4 separate regions of the Mus musculus genome follow, and regions 2, 3 and 4 are each linked to region 1. The links are chromatin contacts, called in public ChIA-PET and promoter capture Hi-C maps. All regions are on one chromosome and are shown on one strand. The core of a region is the stretch at or near the end of the contact, and the rest is flanking DNA. Distances in the headings are between cores, read along the strand shown.

Region 1 (5,394 bases), core at 899-3,398:
TGGAGGTATAAGAAGGGCATTTGATCTCTGAAACTGAGTTAAGGCTGTCTGCAAGATCCCAAGTGCATGCTGGGAACTGAACCTGGGTCTCTGCAACATCAGCAAAAGCTTCCAACCATATAATTATTTCCCCTGCCCCACTTTTTTTTTTTTTTTTTTAAGATTTATTTATTGCCGGGCAGTGGTGGCACACACCTTTAATCCCAGCACTTGGGAGGCAGGAGGATTTCTGAGTTGGAGGCCAGCCTGGTCTACAGAGTGAGTTTCAGGACAGCCAGGGCTACACAGAGAAACACTATCTTGAAAATAAAAAAATAAAATAAATTTTAAAAATTCTTTTATTTATATGAGTCCACTATAGCTGTCAGACACACCAGAAGAGGGTATCAGATCCCATTACAGATGGTTGTGAGCCACCATGTGGTTGCTGGGAGTTGAACTCAGGACCTCTGGAAGAGCAGTCAGTGCTTTTAACCTCTGCTCTACCCAACCCACCAACGTGGCAGACTGGGGGCAGGGTGGTTAAGAGCAACAAGAGCCCAGAGACCTGGCTCACCTCTGAAAGCAGCTCTGCTGCAGCGCCCCCTGGTGGTGGTCTCTCCATACTCTCTGGCTGGGCGAGGACTTCAGAAAGAAAGACTGAGGCCATTGGTGCAGGGGCTGAGGATAGGGACTCCAGACCTGGGGGTACAGGTCTAGTTCGTTCCTCTGCCATTTCCTGCCTGCCGTAAGTTTCCACATCAAATCCCAAGTGAGGGGCTAACCCAGGCCCTAGGCATCTGTATCAGTGGCACCCCCTGCCCTTCTCCGGCCTGCTGTTCTTGTTCAGGAGCTGACAGGTCCGGCGAGTGCTCGTAGGTGGGAGCATGGGAGTGTTGGACAGGGTGTCATAAATGTAGGCCTTCGTACAGGGCTAGGTACGCGAACATGAAGAGTGGTACTCTACCAGGAAGTGGGTAAGAACATCACAAGATGGCACCACCCAGAGCCGAGTTAAGGGAGGGATATCTGGGTCCAGGAGGGAGATGAGGAGGCACAGCCCAGCTCCTATGGGCTCAAGGTGGCTAGAGACGTGGGCTAAGGAGGATAAAAGCCTGTGGCTTAAACTTGAGGGAGGGCCGGCCGTCACCACTACTAATAATAGCAAAGATAACAGCAGCTGCTAGTTAGAGCCAGGGGCCCCACAAATGCTCCCTGTTACTGCTACCACACAGAGAGGGGAAAGCTGAGACCGAGGAGGCTTAGGGGATTCATCTAAGACCACAGGAGCAGTCAATGGCAGATCAGGATTTGAACCCCCGGCTCTGTTAGCTGGAGTCATATATAGTTATTTCTCATTACAGCCAACAAAGCAAGTTACTTGGTCAGTATTGGCCAGGCTAGAGTATCCAAAGCCTGGGCCTGGGGGCTGTTCATGACACGGAGATGTGGAGGGCCTTCCTCTGCATCTATTGCCAGTTACTGTGAGAGCCAGCTTTCAGCCTTAGCAAGAAGCCTCTGTGTCCTTGGGTGCAGAGCAACATTCACAGTTTCCTAAGGGACAGTCCCAAGAACTAGCATATACCTCGGTTGCCTTTCCAACTGCTCTGTGTTTAGTCCTGGGGTGGTTAAGGGGACAAGACCCAACTTCCAGCAAGGACCCGGTCTGGCCTAGAAGGGATGCCAGGCCTGAGGAGAGATCATTCTAATGGACGAAGGAGAGACAGCAGCTAGAGAAGGCCAAGGCTTCCTAGACGATGTAGCTGCAGCGATCGATCGGGGATTCTGGAAAGGATGCAAGCCTAGTCGAGGCTCCTGGAGTCAAAGGAGCCTGAGGTCACACGAGAAAGAGAAGGGGAAATTGAGTGGTTTTTGCTTGGTTGTTATGGGGGTGTGTCCGTGTGAGCGCGTGTGTTGCTGGAGATCGAACCTAAGATCTGTGTGCTAGGCAAGTGTTTAAATGTGGCCATAAGTGGAGCAGCAGGAGCTACAAGCCCAGGCAGAAGCCGCGGGCCGACCACGCCCCCCGAAGCACCGCCCACACACCAAGAAGCCCCGCCTCAATGAGGCCCCGCCCACACCCAGTCCCCGCCCCTGCGCCCTCGCGCAGGTAGGGAAGAGGCGGAGCGCTGGCGCTCAGCCTTGTAGCCGCCGCCCCGCCGCTGCCCACTCTGCTCTCAGCCGCTTCCCGGGACGTGGGGCCTCCGAGAGGTGAGCACGGGGAATTGGGTGCGGCGGAGCTCGGGTCCGCTAGGCCGCGGGTGGCCAGGGATTCACGGGGCTGCCCCGTTCGGCCGCGGGGAAGGTCGGGGGCTGTGCGCCCCGCAGAGCGCCCTAGAGGCCGAGGCTGGACTCTGTGCCCGCGGGACCGCTGGATCCCTCCCGCAGATCCTTGGCCTCTGCTGGGACCAGGACGCCTAAAGGGGTTCCCCGGGGCACAGTCACCAGATGTCTGGGCGCGTGGTTTGCGCAAAAGTTTAAAAGCCCAGAGAGGAAGAGAGGGCACTGCCCAGTGTTGGAACATGCGACTCCGCCTCCAACCAGAAATCCCTTTTAGACCTTAAGACTATATTCCCCTGTCTCCCGGGTGAACTTCCAAAGTCCTCGGGCAGCGTTTTGTGCGTGGAGCTTCGCCGCCGTGGTAGTAACAGGTGCGGGGGTGGGGGATGGGGAAGGCTCACACCGCCAGAGTAGTCCGCGGCTCAGAAAGTGTACTCAGGAGTCCTGGCTTAAGGACCGAGGGGTTTGGAGAGTTGGGCCCCCAGCTGATGTTTCTGCATTGGATTGAAAGTTAGGGAGCGAAAGGTCTGTAGGGCCCAGGTCTCTACCACAACCCCAGGGCAGAAGGGAAGCCAGGTCCATACCTTGATTCAACTCCAGGAAACACCGAGCCGCGAGTCTGTAGGGCCGGGACATAGAGAGCGAAGGTGAGGTGTACCTGAGGGATTGCCTCATAGGTGGAGCGGTTGCTGTTTCTCAACCAGCTGCATTGGGGGTTCCAGTGTGGGTGACATCTTGTGGTGAAATACTGTCCCCAGCATCTATGTTGTGCTGTTGTGATTGTAGTCAGGGAGAAGAAAATGAAACTTGGTTTCAAGCAGTGGTTCTCAGCTTAGGGGTGCTTTTGCCCGCTAAGGATATTTGACAATCCCTGGAGACACTTGGCCATCACAGGTCTGCCCCACAGTACAGAATCTGGCCCCTCAAAAGTCAACATTGAGTGACCGTCCTATGACCACCAGCCCACTAGGGTACTTCTTGTGAATTTCTCTCCCTACCTAAGTTTCTCCAGGGGCTGGGAAGGGCCAGGACGAATCTCAGTGAGAGATAAAGAGATAGGTGGGCAGGCTTCGCCCTGGCTGGCCACTGGCCCTGTGGAGGAGAAGCTGGGAACAGTGGCTCTCTCGAAGCACAGGTCTGTAGTACTTTACCCAGGATAGCTTCAGACACAGGATAAGCTCAAGGTAAGCCAGAGTAGCCCTGGGGATGGAGGAAGGGCAGGACCAAGCTCTGTTCCCATGGAGTTTCCCAAAGCTGGATGAGCTGAGGTCTCCCGGATAGCGGAATGCCATGTGACCAACTGGAATTTTCCTTCTGAACACAGAACTGACTCCCCTAGCTATTTACACCAGGAAAGTAACATCCAAGGAATAACGGGTCCACTGATTCCCTGTGGCTCCTCTCTTTCCTTCCAACAGGATGGGTTGCCCCTGGGGCGGTAGGAATCCTGGTCAGGGTGAGCTCAGGCCCTGCTGTAGTATTTGCTGAGTGACAGTAAAGGATGGAGGCTGGTAAAGAGCTTTCCACCCACGGGGTCCCCCAAAACCGCGGAGTTGGGCTCCTGGGCTGTACTCTTAGCTTTCTGGGAATGGAGGTGAGGCTGTTGCTGGCTGGGTAGGTCAGGGCCAGAATCCTCTCTTCCGGCAACTAACATTTCCATCTCCCTTTGTCCTGTCTAGTTTTGGACACTTCTTGCTTGAGAGCCCTGGTGGGGTGAGAAGGGAGTGGTGGGACTGGGGGCGGGGCAGGAGTCTCGGGTTGGTTGGTTGGTTGATTGATTTTGGTCTTTTTAACCATAAAACCCTGATGTGTAGCTAGACTTGGTGGTGTGTGCTTTGATGTCCCAGCATTGGCAGGTAGTGGCAGGAGAGTCAAGAGTTTGTCACCCTCAGTAACAGAGTGAGTTTGAGGCCAGTCTGGGCTCTACAAGACCCTGTCTCAGAAACCCAGCAGAAGACCAGACCTTTACAATGTAGCAGTTACCACTACTGTATATGGCTCTGAAGTCATAAAGTTAAACACCCAGACCTCCTCAAAGCCACCTACCCCAAACCTGTAACTCTAGCTTCACTCGCTCATTCTGGTCAGTGCCCACCCCCACCCCCACCCTTTCTATACACGCTGCTGCCAGGGGAGGGGAGGAGACTTCCAAAAGAGCAGGGGTAAATCACCCCAGACTGGAGCAGGACGACCACTGGGGGCTCAGGCCTACTCTGGGCTCACTGATGTTTTTCTTGTGACCTGAGCTCTGGACAGTGCCCTCCTTGGTTGTGTGTCTGTTCAGCTTGTGTGTGCGGGATGCTTGCTAACCCCCCCCCCCCCAATCTGGAATTACAGACAGTTGCCAGCTGCCCTGGAAATGCTAGGAACCAGTCTGGGCCCTTTAGAAGAGCACCCGGTGCTATTAACTGCTGAGCCATCTCTCTAGCTCCATGACTTGTATAAACTGTGTCCCAGACAGGCACCAGATGACAGCAGGAAGATGTCAAGGGGCCGGCAAGTGTTCATGTTTGTGTTTGGGTAACTTGATGCTGGCTTCTGGGCCTGGATCCCCTTACACAGCATGTGGGAGGTGTGTTCTCCCTGCCCCAATCCAGCATGTTCCTTGGAACTCATGGGATCCTGCCTAGATATTGCCCCATTGCTCAAGGGGATTTCCAAAGTGACCTCACCATCTGTGCCGTTGGGAGCAGCTCCTAGTTTCCTATCCAGCTCAGACAGGCTGGGGGAGGAGTGCTGGCTGACCTCAGCAGCCAGCATGGCCCTGGGACAGGGACGCTGCCAGGCCGGGCAGCTCTTGGCACACAGGCAACCTCTCAAGAGGAGCCAGCCACGCCTGCCCCGTTGTTGGGAGGAAGGGACTGCCCCAAAGTGTCCCTGGCCTTCCCAGGCAGCAGACCAGCATAAGGGAAATCTCTTCTCATCTTCAGAGAGCTATGGAGAGTCACTGGGCACCATGCTCCCTTCACCAGATTTATTCAGGGACCCAGATGTAAGCATTTGGGTTTCAGCAGCTGCTGAAAGGGACTGTCAGCTTCACTGTCCTGGCTCCCCGCTTAGTGGTTTGAGCCAAGTGAGTTCTGGCAGGGTGTGGGATGATAGACACCATGGTTGGCTAGAGGGGCAGGTGATTCC
Region 2 (5,394 bases), core at 1,526-4,025, 600 kb after region 1:
AAGAAAGAAAGAAAGAGAGAGAGAAAGAAAGAAAGGAAGGAAGGAAGAAAACCGGGCCTTTAATCCCAGCACTTGGGAGGCAAAGGCAGGCAGATTTCTGATTTTGAGACCAGCCTGGTCTACAAAGTGAATTCCAGGACAGCCAGGGCTATACAGAGAAACCCTGTCTCTAAATAAATAAATAAATAAATCTTTTTTTTTTTTAAAGAAGAAAGGAAGAAAGAAGGAAGGAAGGAAAGGTGTGTTAGCACAGGGCTTTAACCACAGCACTCAGATCCCTGAGATGGATGGATGGATGGATGGATGGATGGATAGATAGATAGATAGATAGATGTGTCAGCCTCAGCTACATGAAAACCTATCTCCAAAAACAGTAACAGCTTAGGTCTAATAATTAAAGCTGTATGGTACTTGTTAAGAGGACTCCAGAGCCAAGTGTGGGAGATCTCACAATCTCATCCTTTGGAAGAATGAGGCAGGAGGATAGTCACAAGATCAAGATATACTGGAATACATAGTGATTTTCAGGGTAGCCTGGGCTACAGAGTGAGACCCCTGTCTCAAAGGGAAAGGAGTAGGCACATGTCCTCACTGACACATCTGAAATCCCAGCACTCTGGAGGCACCAAGGCAGGAAGATGGGGACTTGCAGGCAGTAGGTCTCACTTTTCTGGGCTTTGACTGGTAACACTTAGACTTGCTTTGTTGTCTTATATTTGAATATTTCATTATACTGATAATTCATTAAACAAGATAAAGACTGGGATTTTACAGGGTTTCTCTATGTAACCCTGGATGTCCTGGAACTTGTTCTGTAGACTAAGCTGGCCTCAAACTCAAACTTGCAACCGCAATCCCTGTCCCCAAAAGTGGTATTTTTATAATGCTGGAGACATAGCTCAGCAATTAAGAGCACTTGTTGCTTTAGCAGAGGACCTGGATTCAATTTTCAGCATCCACATGGTGGCTCACAACCAACCGTAAATCCAGTACCCTATTCTAACTCCCACGGGCACCAACCAGGCAAAACATTCAGACATCTTTCTAAAATCTGTCAGGTTTTTGACATAAGTAATAATTACCAAATATTACACAAGGACACCCATTTTTTATATTATCTTCTCCTTATGGACATGACACCCTCTTGAGGTTGTTACTCTTCCGGTGTATTTATTTCATGCAGTCGAATTAAATAGTTCAAGAAATATACAAGCAGGTAATTACTACTTCTTTGGTTGGTTTTTTTTTTTTTTTTTTTTTTTTTAAAGATTTATTTATTTATTATATGTAAGTACACTGTAGCTGTCTTCAGACACTCCAGAAGAGGGAGTCAGATCTCGTTAGGATGGTTTTGAGCCACCATGTGGTTGCTGGGATTTGAACTCCAGACCTTTGGAAGAGCCGTCGGGTGCTCTTACCCACTGAGCCATCTCACCAGCCCCCTTTGGTTGGTTTTTAAGACAGAGACTCACTAAGTAGCTCTGGCTATTCTGTAATTTCTATGTAGACCAGGTTGGCCTCAAAGCCACCTGCCTCTGTCTCCAGGTTGCTGGGATTAAAGAAATGTGTGTGCCAGCATGCCTGACAACTTCTTATTAACTCTAAGTACATTGAAATAAAATATTTTGTGATGGCCTGAATTAAACATGCAAAAATAGGTATTTGTTGTTTTGTTTTGAGACACGGTCTCCCTGGGTAGCTTTTGCTGGTGTGGTCCTGCCTTTAAACTCACATGGCTTTGCCTGCCTCCAGAGCGCTAGGATGCAAGGAACAGTCCCCTTTTGTTGTTTTTTGTTTTCTTGAAACTGTTTTATATATCCTAGACTGGCCTTGACTTAAGTAGCTGTGAATGACCTTGAATTTTGGATCCTGATTCCATCTCTGATATTACCTTCATGCACCTGGAGCTTGGTTTATGTAGTCCTGGAGAAAAAACAAACAAACCAGGATTTATAAAAGACAAGATCTCTGTAGGTAGGTCTGCTTGGCCTGGAACCCCCCACCCCCTGTGGATCAGGCTGGCCTCATGTTCACAGAAATCTGCTTGCCTTTGAGCTTCCTAAAAGCTGAGATTAAAGGCCTGCAGCACCACCCAACTCGGAAATAATTTTTTTGAATTTTGATTCTTTGTGTCTATTACCCTTCCCCATCAAACAATTGCTTTATGCTTTAGAATGTGTATGCATTTACAGTGCACAAAACACTATATGCTGTAAGATGACTGACTGGATTACATTTCTCATACTATATTAAACGATGAAAATTACAGAAAGTAAATTATTCAGGGAATAATTTCATCCTACATTAAAATAATAGTAATAATTACTATTATTATATTTACGCAAAATCTCTCTAAAATGGTCTCTTGATGCAAAAAAGTCGTAGACTCTTGCCGACCCAACTTTCTTAAATTCCAGGAGACTAGTGCAATTCATTTGCATTGACTTTCTATTGTAGAGCTTTGGAACCAAGAGAAGGATCCAAACATAGCTCCATTTTATCCAATCAGAAGAGCTCCCTAGTGCTAAACTCTGATTCGTCTGTTCCTCTTTGCATCCAGCCAATCCTGAAGCAATTGTAACAGCCAATCAGTGGCCTGAACACCGGCCAATCAGGAAACGGCCCCGAAGTACGGCCTTTGTGTCGGGAGATGTCAGCGCGTCGGCGAAAGCTCCCGCCAATCGAAAAAGTCGTTGGTGTATGCAAATCAGGGTTCTGTGACGCACTGACGCAGCGTGCAGCGTCTCTATAAATATGGAGGCGTCGGGGGGCTTGGAGCGCAGAGCGGTTTGGTCGTTCGTTGGTGGAGTATCTGCCCGTTCTGCTCGCCGATTGCGGCTCTTGTTCGAGCGCTTCCAGCGTCGCCTCGGTCTCAGCAAGGGCCCCAGACTCGGCTTTGGGTGAGTTCGCGGCTCTGCCGGCGGCCGGAGCCTCCCTGGCTTTTAGGACCGCGGTCGCTGGCAGCCGACGGTCTGGTCGGTGAGGCAGCCCGGGAGGTCGAGTTCGGTCGCGTTCCGCCACCTCCGTCCTGTCTGCTTCCCGGTGGTGACTCACAGGTCCCGCCGCGGTGTTTCCGGCCGCCCGTGGAGCGGGAAGTTGCTCCTCCCCGCGCTCCCCCTCCCGGGGGAGGCCGCAGCCCGGCGCAGCCTGAGTCATTAGGGGAGGGGGAGGAGGCGGCGGCCGCCATCTGCTGCGGCGAGGAGGGGCGCCTGGCAGCCGGAGCCCGGTGACCTGGCCTTGAACGTCGCTTGTCTCGCAGGTGAAAAAAAATGGCCCGAACCAAGCAGACCGCTAGGAAGTCCACCGGTGGGAAAGCCCCCCGCAAACAGCTGGCCACCAAGGCGGCTCGGAAAAGCGCGCCCTCTACCGGCGGGGTGAAGAAGCCTCACCGCTACAGGTAGGCAGAGGGCTGGGAACAATGACTTGGCCGCCGGCTTGCGGGCGGGCGCTCTCTCCCTTCTCCCTGACCGTTGACGCCTTCCTTCTTCTGGTGACTGCAGGCCAGGGACCGTGGCTCTGAGAGAGATCCGTCGTTACCAGAAATCGACTGAGCTGCTCATCCGGAAGCTGCCATTCCAGAGATTGGTGAGGGAGATCGCCCAGGATTTCAAAACCGACTTGAGGTTTCAAAGTGCAGCCATCGGTGCCCTTCAGGTAAAGGGACAAAAGGCTTGGTGGCACTCGGGGCGGCGGCTTGATTGCTCCAGTAGGAGTGTTAATGCTGTTGCTCTTGTCCTCAACAGGAGGCTAGCGAAGCATACCTGGTGGGGTTGTTTGAAGATACCAATCTGTGTGCCATCCACGCCAAGAGAGTCACCATCATGCCCAAAGACATCCAGTTGGCTCGCCGGATACGGGGGGAGAGAGCTTAAGTTGAAGCGGTTTTTATGGCATTTTGTAGTAAATTCTGTAAAATACTTTGGTTTAATTTGTGACTTTTTTTGTAAGAAATTGTTTATAATATGTTGCATTTGTACTTAAGTCATTCCATCTTTCACTCAGGATGAATGGGAAGAGTGACTGACTGTTCACAGACCTCAGTGATGTGAGCACTGTGGCTCAGGAGTGACAAGTTGCTAATACGCAGAAGGGATGGGTGATACTTCTTGCTTTTCATGATGCATGTTTCTGTATGTTAATGACTTGTTGGGTAGCTATTAAGGTACTAGAATTGATAAATGTGTACAGGGTCCTTTTGCAATAAAACTGGTTATGACTTGATCCAAGTGTTTAACCATACATCACTGTGATAGAATGTGGGCTTTTTCAAAGGTTGAAGATACAAGTTTTAGCCACAGTGTAACAGTTTCCTTTAAAAAAAAAAAAGTAAACCTGGCAGCTATAGAATACACTATGTGCATTTATAATAGCTATTTTATATATTGTAGTGTTCAACATTTTTAAATTAAATGTTTTACATTCACAAGTGGTGGGGAGTCTTGTCATTAAGGTGTGTGTAATTTAGTCCAGTTGGTATTTCCTGACTAGACTGCATTTGTTTTTAACAGTAGAAAAATGCTATGCGTATTAAACCTTGCATAAGTCCTCATTCTACCACATGTTCACTAACCCCTGACCCTCTGGCTGGTAACACAACACTAACGGGGATTTTATTTATAAGGGCTCTAGAGTAAAATAACAAGCTATTCACACCAGCATCATCTATTACTAATCTAGTTAGTGCAGCTTTTCATTGTGTTTGGTCTTAGGCCTAGATTGAGTTCGGTTTCGTTTCTTTTTAATCTTTAAGGGGGAAAACTGTACAAGGTTTGTTTTTCCTTGTAGAGTTTATAAACATGGGAGTAAGAACACAGCTTCAACTTCTTGGACCTCTGCCAATGAAGATGGGTTAGGTTACACCTGGTTACTATACTGGCAAAATCCCTTTTATAGAGATGGCCTTCAAGTGGTTTTTAAAAGTATCCTATTGAAGTTTTTAGGTCAATTATGTATGTTGACTAAATTTACAAATAAACTTGTTTATTCAACTAAGTGTCAAACCTAAATTGAATATACAAAGCTTTTAATACATATGGAATCGAGATTCCTAGATTCAGCTATTTGCTTGGTAGAAAAGGCTAAAGTACAGAAAGCATTTGAACATCCAATACACTCTAAAAATGCAAGTATTTGCTGACACAATTCATGAGTCTGACAAAATCTGCTTGTGGTTCATGGGTGGGCTTAATAACTACAATACATGTTTGTTCCCATGGTTTTAGAATATTTGAAATTTTAAGTTTGCTGTTTTGGATCTTTCTAATAGGCCTTACAAATAAACTAGTAAGTTTGGAGTTTTTTTCCTGGGGAAACAGTTTCTCTGTAGCCTTGGCCACAACTCCCACTGTAGAGCAGCAGGTTGGCTTCAAACTCAAGATCCATCTGCCTCTAACC
Region 3 (5,394 bases), core at 1,985-4,484, 550 kb after region 1:
TCAGACATGTGGGTTTTTTGTTTGTCCTTTTATTTTGTATCGTTCACACTAGGAGGTAACTCTCTGGGCCCAGCTGACAGGACTGGGAAGTTGGGGAAGAAACCTGTAATTCTCCTCTGAGGCTTCCCTGCCCAGAGCAGGCAGGCAACATTTTAGCAGAAATGTTTGCACTGAAAAACAAACAAAAAACCCAGCTCCTGAACTACCATCCAGTAGCCATTGTAAATCACCCAGTGCTGGGCTCAACACCCCTCCCCTCTCGCTCCTTCCCCTCCCCCTCATCCCTCACCCTTCCCCAACACATCTCTCCCTCCACTTCCCTCACACCTGGCCTTGACCCCACCATGTTGCCCTTTGTCCTTTTTCCCACCCTCCCCTCACCACATGGTGACCTAGGCAGACCCCTTGGGGTGGGCAGTGGAATGGTGGTAGGGCACATCTGTGGGCACAGTCCTGGGACCCATCAGTCCCTGGGGCAGGTGACACTCATGTCTCTCTCCCCTTGTACTTATAGCCTCCAGAGGTGAAGTCCCCAATGGAGCCTATGGGTACCCTTACATGCCCAGCGGGGCCTATGTCTTTCCCCCGCCAGTCGCCAATGGAATGTACCCCTGCCCTCCTGGCTACCCCTATCCACCACCCCCACCCGGTGAGTGTGTCCTCTGCTGCCCAGACTCAGACCCCACCCACCCACCCACCCACTAACCACACCTTCAGGCTGCAGAGGGGAAACACACCTAACAGACTTGGAGAGTTTAGAGGGCATCCCAAGACTAGTTAGGACATCCCAGGTGTAGTCCTATGAAACCAAGGGGCTGCTCACTGTCTCTGTCGCTCTCTTCCCGAGCAGAGTTCTATCCAGGACCTCCCATGATGGATGGGGCCATGGGCTATGTACAGCCCCCACCACCACCCTATCCTGGGCCCATGGAGCCTCCGGTCAGCGGCCCCAGTGCCCCCGCTACTCCTGCAGGTGAGGCCTCTCAGCTGCCAGCAGTCCTTCATGACCAGTCCTCTCCTCCCCAAGGGCTTGCAGAGAACTCCCAACAATGGCTGGAGACTACTGACGGTCAAATGATGAAGGGCCTCTGGGTTACAGACCACCCAAAAGGCACCAGCACAGTGGTAGCCTGGTGGTGAAGAGCTATATCCAAGGGCTGGGTGTGGTTCAGTGTGCACTTGCTTGAGTGGGCTGGGCCTGGGCTCTATCCCAGGTGCCACAGAACACAAATCCAAAGGTACGGTGAGATGAGGACTCTGTGGCTTCTTGGCTTATGGTGACCTTTTTGGAGTCAGAAGATCACCTCTGTAACTCAGTGTTCTCGCCTACAAATGGGCCTAGGAGCTTGGATGAGGGCGGAGGAGGGGCTCACCGCTTGCTGCTATCTCCCCATGTGTTTGCTTTAACAGCCGAGGCCAAGGCTGCAGAAGCCGCTGCCAGTGCCTATTACAACCCAGGCAACCCACACAATGTCTACATGCCCACGGTGAGTTGGCAGGGGACCGCCTTCTTAGTCACGCAGCCTGGGAGCTGGCGTTGGAAGCCAGCACAGCTAGTCCTGTGATGTCTCATGTGAACTTTTTTTTTTTTTCTCTAGAGCCAGCCTCCACCACCACCCTACTACCCCCCAGAAGACAAGAAGACCCAGTAGACCCTGCCCACTTCCCGCCTCTTACCCAGAGACCCCTTCCTGGGCCTCCCGTGGGGCTGCATCTGGGATTCCAGGAGGCCAGGGAGGGCCCTGTTCTTCCCCAGGCCTGAGTATAAAGTTAGCAGGAGCTAGCCCTGATAGAAAGGTGGAACTCCTGGCCTCTGAGAGGCACGTCCCAGCTTCTCGCCCTAGCTCAGCTCACAGCGCTCTTCTTCCCAGCTTCCCTTTCACCATCTCTGGAGCTCGCAGGAGCACGGGGTGACCCTCGTTCCTCATGATACTAGCCCCCACCCATACAGAGGGACTCTCTGGCCACTCCTCACTGCTGCCCAGCCCCTTCAGCCTGGTGACCATTGTTCTTCATCTCTTGGGCTCCTAAGACCAGCCATGTGTCTCCCCAACAGGCCCTGCCAAACCCTGTTCACATTCCTTACCCCTGGTGTGCTCCTGGCTCTGGAAGGCCGCTGTCCCAGCAGACTGTCAGTCCAGTCACACTTACCCGGCCACCTTGTTCTTTGTGAGAGCTTCCAGGGATTTTGCTGGGCGCTTCCAGTGGCTGGCATCAGAGGTGAAGCCACTGTGTTACAGAGGAAGCCCCTCTGCCCCTATGCTACTGTTTCTGGGAATTATTCGCCTCCTCTCCTCTCCCCTTTACAGGGGGCTGCTCTGCAGGAGGGATAGAGAATGCATGTCTGTCCCGCCAGGCCCTTTGATCTGGGACTGAGGCCTTCCAACTATGTGACCTCTAACCTGCAGTCTGCCCCTCTGTAAGCTTCACGCCCCCTGGATGCACTAAGAATTGCTCTTGTTCGTTCCTGGTCCAGACACAAAATGAGGAGATGGTTATTTAAAGAGAATTCCTATTTATTTGACACAAAATGTCCAGTTAATATATTAATGTGAAATAAACCCTGTTTGCACCTTGATTTGTTTGCTACAACTGTGAAATAGTAAAAACGAAGTGACTGGAGGTTCTCTGACTCTTGTGTGGTGACCAGGGTGAGGTCTTCCGGAGGAGGGGCTGCGGGCTGCTGGGGGCGGGGCTAGAAGGCCGGTTTCCGTCTCAGTGCGAGTGGTTGGTTCTCAACCTTCCCACAGAGCCCCCACGCCCCTGCACCTGCCTGGGATGGTGTCTGTGCCACCCACTGCCAGCGGGGGCCAGGACGAGGCCTGTGTCCCATCTGCTCCTCCCGCTCCCCTCCTGAGCACAGGCGTGCCAGGACTTCTACGAGGGAGGGTCGCTGGGCTGGCTACCACAGTGTGTGCCTTCATGCCACCTTACCCAGGAAAGAAGACGGTGGAATATGGCAGTCCTTAAGCCGGACCTGCACCCCACTCACAGTGAGCCAGAGAGCTGTGGGAGATCCCAGATCAAAATGCTCCCACGCACAGAGACTGCTCCGAGGCCTCATCTCCTCTCCTCCCCATCTCTGGCTAACACAAAGTAGTTCTGTCCCTTGCCTGGAATGTCACCTGTGGGGTGGAGCAGGCTGAGCAATTGGCTGAGGAACGCCTCTTGCCTCTAGCCTCTCTGGAGCCACCGCCCTGAGCCTGCCCCACCCTGCCCCAGATCTGGGGCCCATTCAGAAAACCTTAGGGTGAGAACACCACAGGTCTCCGGTGGGCGGGTGGGTTCCCCGGTCCAGGCATAGTTGAAGCAGGCAGCGGCCTTAGCCTGGCCTTACCCGTTGCCAGGAGCTCTGGACTCTCCCCAGAGCCTCCGTGGGACGGTGGGTGGGGCTTGCCTGCCCACTGTGCCCACTTTCTCCTGGCTGAGGAAGATCTGGCGGGGATGAAGGCTGAAGGGTGTTGCTGGGAGCTTGGAGAAGGCCCCACCAAGGCAGTGACACCCTGACCCTTCCTTTCCTCCACCCTCCCCAGCAGAGTGTAGCCCGGGGGCCCTTTGCATCACCCTGCGGCTTCCTTGTTTCCACCCGGCCGCAGCCAGGGGGTGGCAGAGTGAAGGGCAGAGCCAACCACCATGGCGACACACCTTTCCCACCCCCAGCGGCGTCCACTCTTGCGCCAGGCCATCAAGATAAGGCGCCGCAGGGTCAGAGACCTGCAGGATCCACCACCCCAAGCCACCCAGGAGGTAGGAGTGACTGCAGGAAGGGGCAAGAGCCAGCCCGGGGGTGCTCAGTAGTAGTGGGGCTTGGATGTGGGAGGCAGGCCCCCACCCGCTTGCCCTCTACGGCCCTGGGGGTACTTGTGGGTGGGCAGAGGGGTCCACCAAGTATCCTCAGAGCCACGGTGGGTTTCTCCAGTCCCTTCTTTTTGGTGGGCTTGTACTCCAGGCCCACCCTGTTCCTATAGCTTTGAAGGTTCCAGCCCCACGAAACAGTTATCTCCAATGACAGTGGGCTACCTGGGGGTCCCCTCTGAGCTAGCAAAGACATGCCTGCCATCTCCCCCAACTCACCCACTTCTGCTGCTAGGCCTCACTTCCGCTGCTGGGGTGAGGAGCCGGTGGCCGTCTGATAAGCACTGCTGTTTCCTCTGGGGAAGGAGAGGGGGGCAGGTGCTAAACAGCCCACAGCTGGGCCTGAACACTCATGGACCTCAGGCATGGCGGGCCAGGGCATGGGCAAGATGGGCCAGGGGTCAGCCCTTCAGAGAGCCTTATGTTGGAACAGGTGAGGGACATGGTCGGCCCAGAGGCCGAGGTGCTGGGGTTCCACTGTCTTAGGCATGGCCCTTCCTGGCTGGCTGGAGAGGCCTCCAGGGACGCCGTGTCTTTCTACCTTGCTCCTAGGTCCAGGTTCAGTCCCACCATTTCTCCCCAGAGGAGGTAAGAGGAGATGTTGGGAGAGTGTGGGGGATGATGGAGGAGGCCCCTCAGCCCCCAGAGTCTGAGGATGCAGCAGCCTGGTAGAGAACACGCTGTGTCTCAACCTTCACTGGACATCTGCCACTTTGTCCCTTTTCCTGGGCCAGAGGTGTGGGTCTCAGGGAGGGCTTCTGGGTGATGATGGGACCCTGCTATGTCTCAGCGGGACCTGCTGTATGAGGAAGCCCTCTATACTGTCCTGCACCGCCTGGGTCAGCCAGAGCCCAACCATGTGAAGGAGGCCTCGGAACTGCTGAGCTATCTGCAGGAGGTAAACCCAGCCTCCACCCTCACCCATCCTCCTAGGATGAGCCAAGGCTCGGCCCTCTCTCCCCACCACCTTGTGTCCCCTCCCCAGCCTCCCACACCTCTGCCCCCTTCAGGCTTTCCAGGTGCAGCCTGAGGAGCACCAGCAGATGCTGCGGCGCGTCAGGGAGCTCGAGGTAAACTGGTCCCGGGCACGCTGGTTGAGGAAGGGGCGCGGGAAGAAAGCTGGTCACCTCAGGGGAACTCAGGCAGCCCCCTCCCATCCTTACAGAAGCCAGTATTTTGCCTGAAGGCCACAGTGAAACAGGCCAAGGGTATTCTGGGAAAAGATGTCAGCGGTGAGTGTGGTCAAGGTGTCCCTGAAAACCTCCTCTCCCCATCATAATCTGGCCTTGAGCTCTTCCAAAGATCCCCGAGCTGCTAGCCTCTTGCATGTAGACGCTGAGTCTCCAGGGACCTTATCCAGATGTCTCGGGAGGAGGCTGGGCCCCAGTGGGGCTGATGGGAATTCAAGGGGAGCTGGCTGACTCCCTAGAGTCTTGTCTCTCACACCTTCCTAGGGTTCAGCGACCCCTACTGCCTGCTGGGCATCGAGCAGAAGGTTGGTGTAGCAGAGGGCAGCCCTGTGTCCCGACGTCGGCAGAA
Region 4 (5,394 bases), core at 1,803-4,302, 530 kb after region 1:
ATAGGGGGCTGAAGCACTAGTGAGCCTCCTAAAACCCTCTCCTGAAGTGTTGTAAAGTTCTTCTCTTCCCCCTGAACCTAGCCATGCTGCCTCTTCAGTCTAAGTTATAAGTACACCCAACGGCCCTTGGCTCCCCAACAAAAGCCTGGCCGTATACCTGCTGAGTTTACAGCAGTGCTAAACCAGAAACCCATGAGCCAGCTGGAGAGAAGGAAGGCTTAGTGGTTAAGAGCACTGGCTGCTCTTTCAGAGGACGCAGGTTCAATTCCTAGTACCCACGTGGTAGCTCACGATTGTCTCTAACTCCAGTTCCAGAGGATCCAACACCCTAACAATGACATACATACAGACAAAGCACTGATGTATATGAGATAAAAATACATTTCAATGTCGGGCAGTGGTGGCGCACGCCTTTAATACCAGCACTTGGGAGGCAGAAGCAGGCAGATTTCTGAGTTCGAGGCCAGCCAGGTCTACAGTGTCTCCAGGACAGCCAGAGCTATACAGAGAAACCCTGTCTCGAAAAACCAAAACAACAACAACAACAACAATATATATGTGTGTCTGTGTGTGTGTGTATTAAAGAAAGAAAAAGAAAATCCCTGAGCTGAAGGGCATATACCAAGGAGACAGAGAAGGGTAGGAGTTTGAGATTGACCTAAGTTACACACTGAGAACCTATATAGAAAACCAAACACAGGAAGCTGGAGACATGGCTCAGCAGTTAAGAATACTGGCTACTCTTCCAGAGGTCCTGAGTTCAATTCCCAGCAACCACATGGTGGCTCACAACCATCTGTAATGAGATCTGACACCCTCTTCTGGTGTGTCTGAAGACAGCTACAGTGTACTTAGTATAGTAATAAATAAATCTTTGGGCCAGATCGAGCAGAGTTGACCAGAGCGAGCAGAGGTCTTAAAATTCAATTCCCAACAATAATATGAAGGCTCACAACTATTTGTACAGCTACAGTGTACTCACATACATAAATAAATCTAAAAAAAAATTAAAAATTAGAAAAATATACCCCTACCAACACACAAAATAAAAGCTGGTATTGGGCATGGTGGCACGTGCTTATAACCTTAGCACTCAGGAAGCAGAAATAGGAGAGTCCCAAGTTCAAGGTCTTTTTTTTTGAGGGGGGGCTACAGAAGGAATTCTAAGTCAACTTGGGCTACATGAGACCCTGTCTCAAAAAGCAAAACAAAACACACAACAAACAAAAATAACACACACATAAAAAAAAGACACGAGACAGAAAAGATAAGGTGCTGCTCTAAGAACTAGAAAAGGGTTCAATTATCATCATTATTATTATTGGTTGTATTAGAGATTTGAACTCTGAGCCTCACACTTGGTAGGTTAGCACTCTTTGTTTGTTTGTTTGTTTGTTTGTTTGAGACAGGGTTTCTATGTAGCCCTGGCTGTCCTGGAACTCACCTTGTAGACCAGGCTGGCCTGGAACTCAGAAATCCGCCTGCCTCTGCCTCCAGAGTGCTGGGATTAAAGGCGTGCGCCACCACGCTCGGCAGGTTAGCACTTGTAACTAAGCTATAATAGCATCCTATTTTATAATTTGTACTTTAGGGCAGGGTCCCACTAAGTTACCCAGGCTTGTAGCCCTGGCCTTCAATCCTCCTGTCTCCTGAGCTTCCAGAGTAGCTGGGTCACAGGCCTGTGACACTGTCTTCTTTTCCATTTTATTTTATGTGCATGAGTGTCTACAAGTCTGTGTACCACATGTGTGCAGTACCCACGGCTGCCAGAAGAGGGTGCCAGATTGCCTGGAACTGTAGTTACAGATAGTTGTAAGGGCTGGGAGCAAATTCAGGGCTTCTGGAAGAGCACAAAGTGCTCTTAACCAGAAAGCTGTCTCTCCAGCCCCATGATGAGAAAGTCCCATGGGAAGAAAAGCCTTGTGACTTATTTTCCCATGCTCTGTAGCCCAAACATGTGTGTCTCTTGGTCCTCCTGCCTCAGCTTCCCAAATGCTGAAATCACAGGCCTTTTGGTCTCCTGCTGAACAAAGTATGAAATGAATCCTAACAGCTCGGACAGTAATCCTGCCACAGGAAGTTAAGAGTGCGCTCAGTCTCTCTGACTGAGCCAGCCAGGATGCTTGTTCTTGTAAAACTTCCCTTTTCTTTTCTTTTATTTAAAAAAAAAAAAAAAAAAGAGGTAAAATAGAAAACATTAGTTCCAGGGGCTGGAGAGATGGCTCAGTGGTTAAGCGCACTGTCTGCTCTTCCAGAGGCCCTGAATTCAATTCCCAGAACCTACCACCCACGTGATGGCTCACAGCCATCTGTAATGGGACCTTCTGGCACCACACAGGCACATAAACAAATAGAGCACTCACTTGTATAAAATAAATAATTAAAATCTCTTTAAAAAAAAAAAAAAGAGGGGGCTGGAGAGATGGCTCAGTGGTTAAGAGCAGTGACTGCTCTTCCAGAGGTCCTGAGTTCAATTCCCAGCAACCATATGGTGGCTCACAGCCATCTGAAATGAGATCTGACTCCCTCTTCTGGAGTGTCTGAAGACAGCTACAGTGTACTCACATATAATAAAAATAAATAAATCTTAAAAAAAAAAAGAAAGAAAAAAGAAAAAATAAAAGCCGGGCGGTGGTGGTGCACGTCTTTAATCCAGCACTTGGGAGGCAGAGGCAGGTGGATTTCTGAGTTCGAGGCCAACCTGGTCTACAAAGTGAGTTCCAGGACAGCCAGTGCTACACAGAGAAACCCTGTCTCAAAAACCAAAAAAAAAAAAAAAAAAAAAAAAAAAAAAAAAAAAAAAAAAAAAAACCTCTTTTAAAAAAAAGAAAGAAAAAAATTAGTTCCTTAGTTCCAAACTTGGCTCAGGGCAAAGCTTTTATTGTTTTGCTTTTTAGCTGTTGCAATTCATAGTCTCCTCCTGGCAAAAATGACATTCGTGATAAAGTGCTGGAACAATTTTAGATAAACTGGAACGAGAGTACAATTGTTCTAGGAAGTGGGTTTTCTACCCAGCTGTCATTTGGTCAGAAGCCCGGTGACCTCTGGCCTAGTCCTGGTTCTCTGACAATTCTCTATTCCTATAAAACACTTCCCAGGAGCTGAAGAGATGGCTCAGTGCTTAAGACTGCTTTTGTAGGGGACAGGATTTGGTCCCAACACACACACCAACCAGTTCAGAGCCTTGCCTGTAACTTCAGTTCTAGATGATCCAACACCATCTCACCGCCTCAGCAGACTCCTGCACACATACCCATAGAAATAATAAATCTGGGCTGGCGAGATGGCTCAGTGGTCAAGAGCGCCGACTGCTTTTCCGAAGGTCCTGAGTTCAAATCCCAGCAACCACATGGTGGCTCACAACCATCCGTAATGAAATCTGACGCCCTCTTCTGGAGTGTCTAAAGACAGCTACAGTGTACTTACATATAATAAATAAATAAATAAATCTTTTAAAAAAAAAAGAAATAATAAATCTTCAGAACAAAGAGGAACAAAAAGAAAGACATGAGGCTTCTGAAGAGGGCATCTCGGTACTCTCAGCAATCAGGAGGCTGGGCAGAAGGACTGCTCTGAGTTCAACGAGAGGGTAGGCTAAATATTGAGGACTCCAGTTCAAGACCAGCCTAGTCCACAAGTGAGTTCCAGGATAGCAAGGGATACACAGAGAAACCCTGTCTCAAAAACAGTGCACCCCCCCCCCCAAGTGCACATGGAAGGAACAGTCAGGTATGGTGGTCTGAGCAGCAGGAGGCAGAGGCAAGAGGATTCCATTGAGTTTGTGACCAGCCTGGTCTACATAGTGAGTTCCAGAACAGCCAGGACTATACAGAGTACAGAGAGACCCAAACAACAACAACAAAACACACTCTCTCTCTCTCTCTCTCTCTCTCTCTCACACACACACACACACACAAAGGAAAAAGTGGATTGATTAGTAGGGTGGATCAGTAGGTTAAAGCCCTTCCACCAAGTTTGGGATCCACACTATGGAAACTATAGAAAACTCGCCCCCAAGATTTGTCCTCTGGCCTCTACCTATACAATGTGGTACCATACATACAAACTTAAAAGGAATAAAAATAAAAAATATGCCCTGTGGTTAGTAGGTCCTTTTGTGACTGCTCTGTGACCTCAGGTAGTTTATTCTTTTTTTAAAAAAATATTTATTTATTATATTATTTATTACTTATATGTAAGTACACTGTAGCTGTCTTCAGACACCCCAAAAGAGGGCATCAGATCTCATGTGGTTGCTGGGATTTAAACTCAGGACCTTCAGAAGAGCAGTCAGTGCTCTTAACCTCTGAGCCATCTCTCCAGCCCTTATTCTTTATTCTTCTCAGTCCGATCCTATCTAGGTCTTGCCCCCTCAGCTTGGCTTGTGAAGCAAGGCGCAGTGGTCCAAACCTGCAGTCGCAGCCACTCTGTCGGCCAAGGCAGGAGGACCACCTAAATCTAAGAGTTTGAAGCAAGCCTTGGCAACCCAGCAAGACCGCATTCCTCGGATAGTTGTTTATTTGGGGGAGGACAAGGTCTTACACCGCTGAGGACGACCCTGAAGTCCTGGCCCCTCGCTCTGTCTTCAGACTCTGAGATTATACTGGTGGACTGAAAAGCTCAGCGCAGGACCCCCTTCTCCTCTCCCTTGCTGCCACCCTTCCCCCCCTTTTTCTCCTAGAACCCTCTCCAGTTTTGTTTTGTTTTTTTAATGTGTCACATGGTCATCTGTTTCCCTAAAACTCTCCGAGTTGGCCTTGTTGGCCGATAAAGCTCACTATCTCTAACTCCCCAACTTCCTCACCAGAACACTTCCTGTCCAGTGCGGCTTTGTGAATGTCTCTGTTCAAAGAAGTGCGCCGTATTTCTAAAAGAGGACCTCCAAAACTGTATGAGCTTGAGGCCCACAGAGTCAGGCTCTGCCTCTAACGCCTGCTGGATAAGGAGTGAGCGGGACACGACTCCCCATCCTTGTATAGGCATTCTTGCAGAACCATAGCTGAATGGGTTTCCCCTTCTTTTTGAAGTTTATTATTAAGTTTAAAGTTGGATGCTTGTTCTCTGGGTTGCCCCGGCAACTTGAAATTCATGATCCTCCTGCTTCAGCCTCCTGAAGGCTCACAAACCTGGTTTTATTTAAAGATATAAAGCAATAAATTGTGAACAGGGCTGAAGAGACGGTCAGGTGGCTAAGCGCACACTGCTTTTCCAGAAGACTCAGGTTTGGTTCCCAGCACCCATGTCAGATCTCACAGCTGCAGATCTACCACCTCTGACCTCTTCAGGCACCTGACCTCTTCCACATACTCAGACGCATATGCGTATTTAAAAATAAAATAAATCCTTTTTGGAATTTTTTTTTAAGATTTATTTATTCATTTATTATATGTAAGT

Evidence for each region. Promoter capture Hi-C pulls out the DNA fragments that hold promoters and counts their contacts. ChIA-PET counts read pairs in DNA pulled down with a chosen protein or histone mark.
Region 2: an RNA polymerase II ChIA-PET map of memory CD8 T cells shows a contact between it and region 1, with 67 read pairs. The contact joins the promoter of H3f3b here to the promoter of Rhbdf2 in region 1. A contact is called at or near these places in 15 of 39 promoter capture datasets (the 3T3-L1 cell line, 3T3-L1-derived adipocytes, the C10 cell line and 7 more), 1 of 484 Hi-C or Micro-C datasets (embryonic stem cells) and 4 of 115 datasets of contacts at active chromatin or transcription factors (bone marrow-derived dendritic cells, effector CD8 T cells, large pre-B cells and 1 more).
Region 3: a promoter capture Hi-C map of stem cell-derived epiblast-like cells shows a contact between it and region 1, with 2.5 times the contacts expected there. The contact joins the promoter of Unc13d here to the promoter of Rhbdf2 in region 1. A contact is called at or near these places in 2 of 39 promoter capture datasets (pre-B cells and stem cell-derived epiblast-like cells), 1 of 484 Hi-C or Micro-C datasets (reprogramming fibroblasts) and 2 of 115 datasets of contacts at active chromatin or transcription factors (embryonic stem cells and large pre-B cells).
Region 4: a contact with region 1 is called in a promoter capture Hi-C map of pre-B cells, with 3 times the contacts expected there. The contact joins the enhancer-like site here to the promoter of Rhbdf2 in region 1. A contact is called at or near these places in 4 of 39 promoter capture datasets (the 3T3-L1 cell line, hippocampal neurons, pre-B cells and 1 more), 1 of 484 Hi-C or Micro-C datasets (reprogramming fibroblasts), 1 of 115 datasets of contacts at active chromatin or transcription factors (embryonic stem cells) and 1 of 9 other capture datasets (embryonic stem cells).

What each region holds. Positions count from the first base shown.
Region 1 is chr11:116,620,974-116,626,367 of GRCm38.p6, reverse strand. It overlaps Rhbdf2 (rhomboid 5 homolog 2), which reads left to right and starts at 2,148. Exons shown (of 19, transcript NM_001167680.2): 1 at 2,148-2,190.
Region 2 is chr11:116,021,885-116,027,278 of GRCm38.p6, reverse strand. H3f3b (H3.3 histone B) reads left to right here and starts at 2,775. Exons shown (of 4, transcript NM_008211.3): 1 at 2,775-2,900; 2 at 3,260-3,397; 3 at 3,501-3,654; 4 at 3,744-5,318. The coding sequence starts at 3,270. The coding sequence ends at 3,872.
Region 3 is chr11:116,075,801-116,081,194 of GRCm38.p6, reverse strand. Unc13d (unc-13 homolog D) reads left to right here and starts at 3,234. Exons shown (of 33, transcript NM_001009573.2): 1 at 3,234-3,250; 2 at 3,534-3,747; 3 at 4,408-4,443; 4 at 4,646-4,753; 5 at 4,866-4,925; 6 at 5,021-5,087; 7 at 5,310-5,394. The coding sequence starts at 3,634. Wbp2 (WW domain binding protein 2) reads left to right here. Exons shown (of 8, transcript NM_016852.3): 5 at 515-649; 6 at 851-973; 7 at 1,411-1,487; 8 at 1,599-2,624. The coding sequence ends at 1,652.
Region 4 is chr11:116,093,324-116,098,717 of GRCm38.p6, reverse strand. No RefSeq gene overlaps it. Among named protein-coding and RNA genes, the nearest start is that of Wbp2, 9.0 kb to the right of the region's middle. Within about 2 kb of position 3,052, at least 30 of the 459 cell types and tissues checked have an H3K27ac peak or open chromatin away from gene starts, as enhancers often do.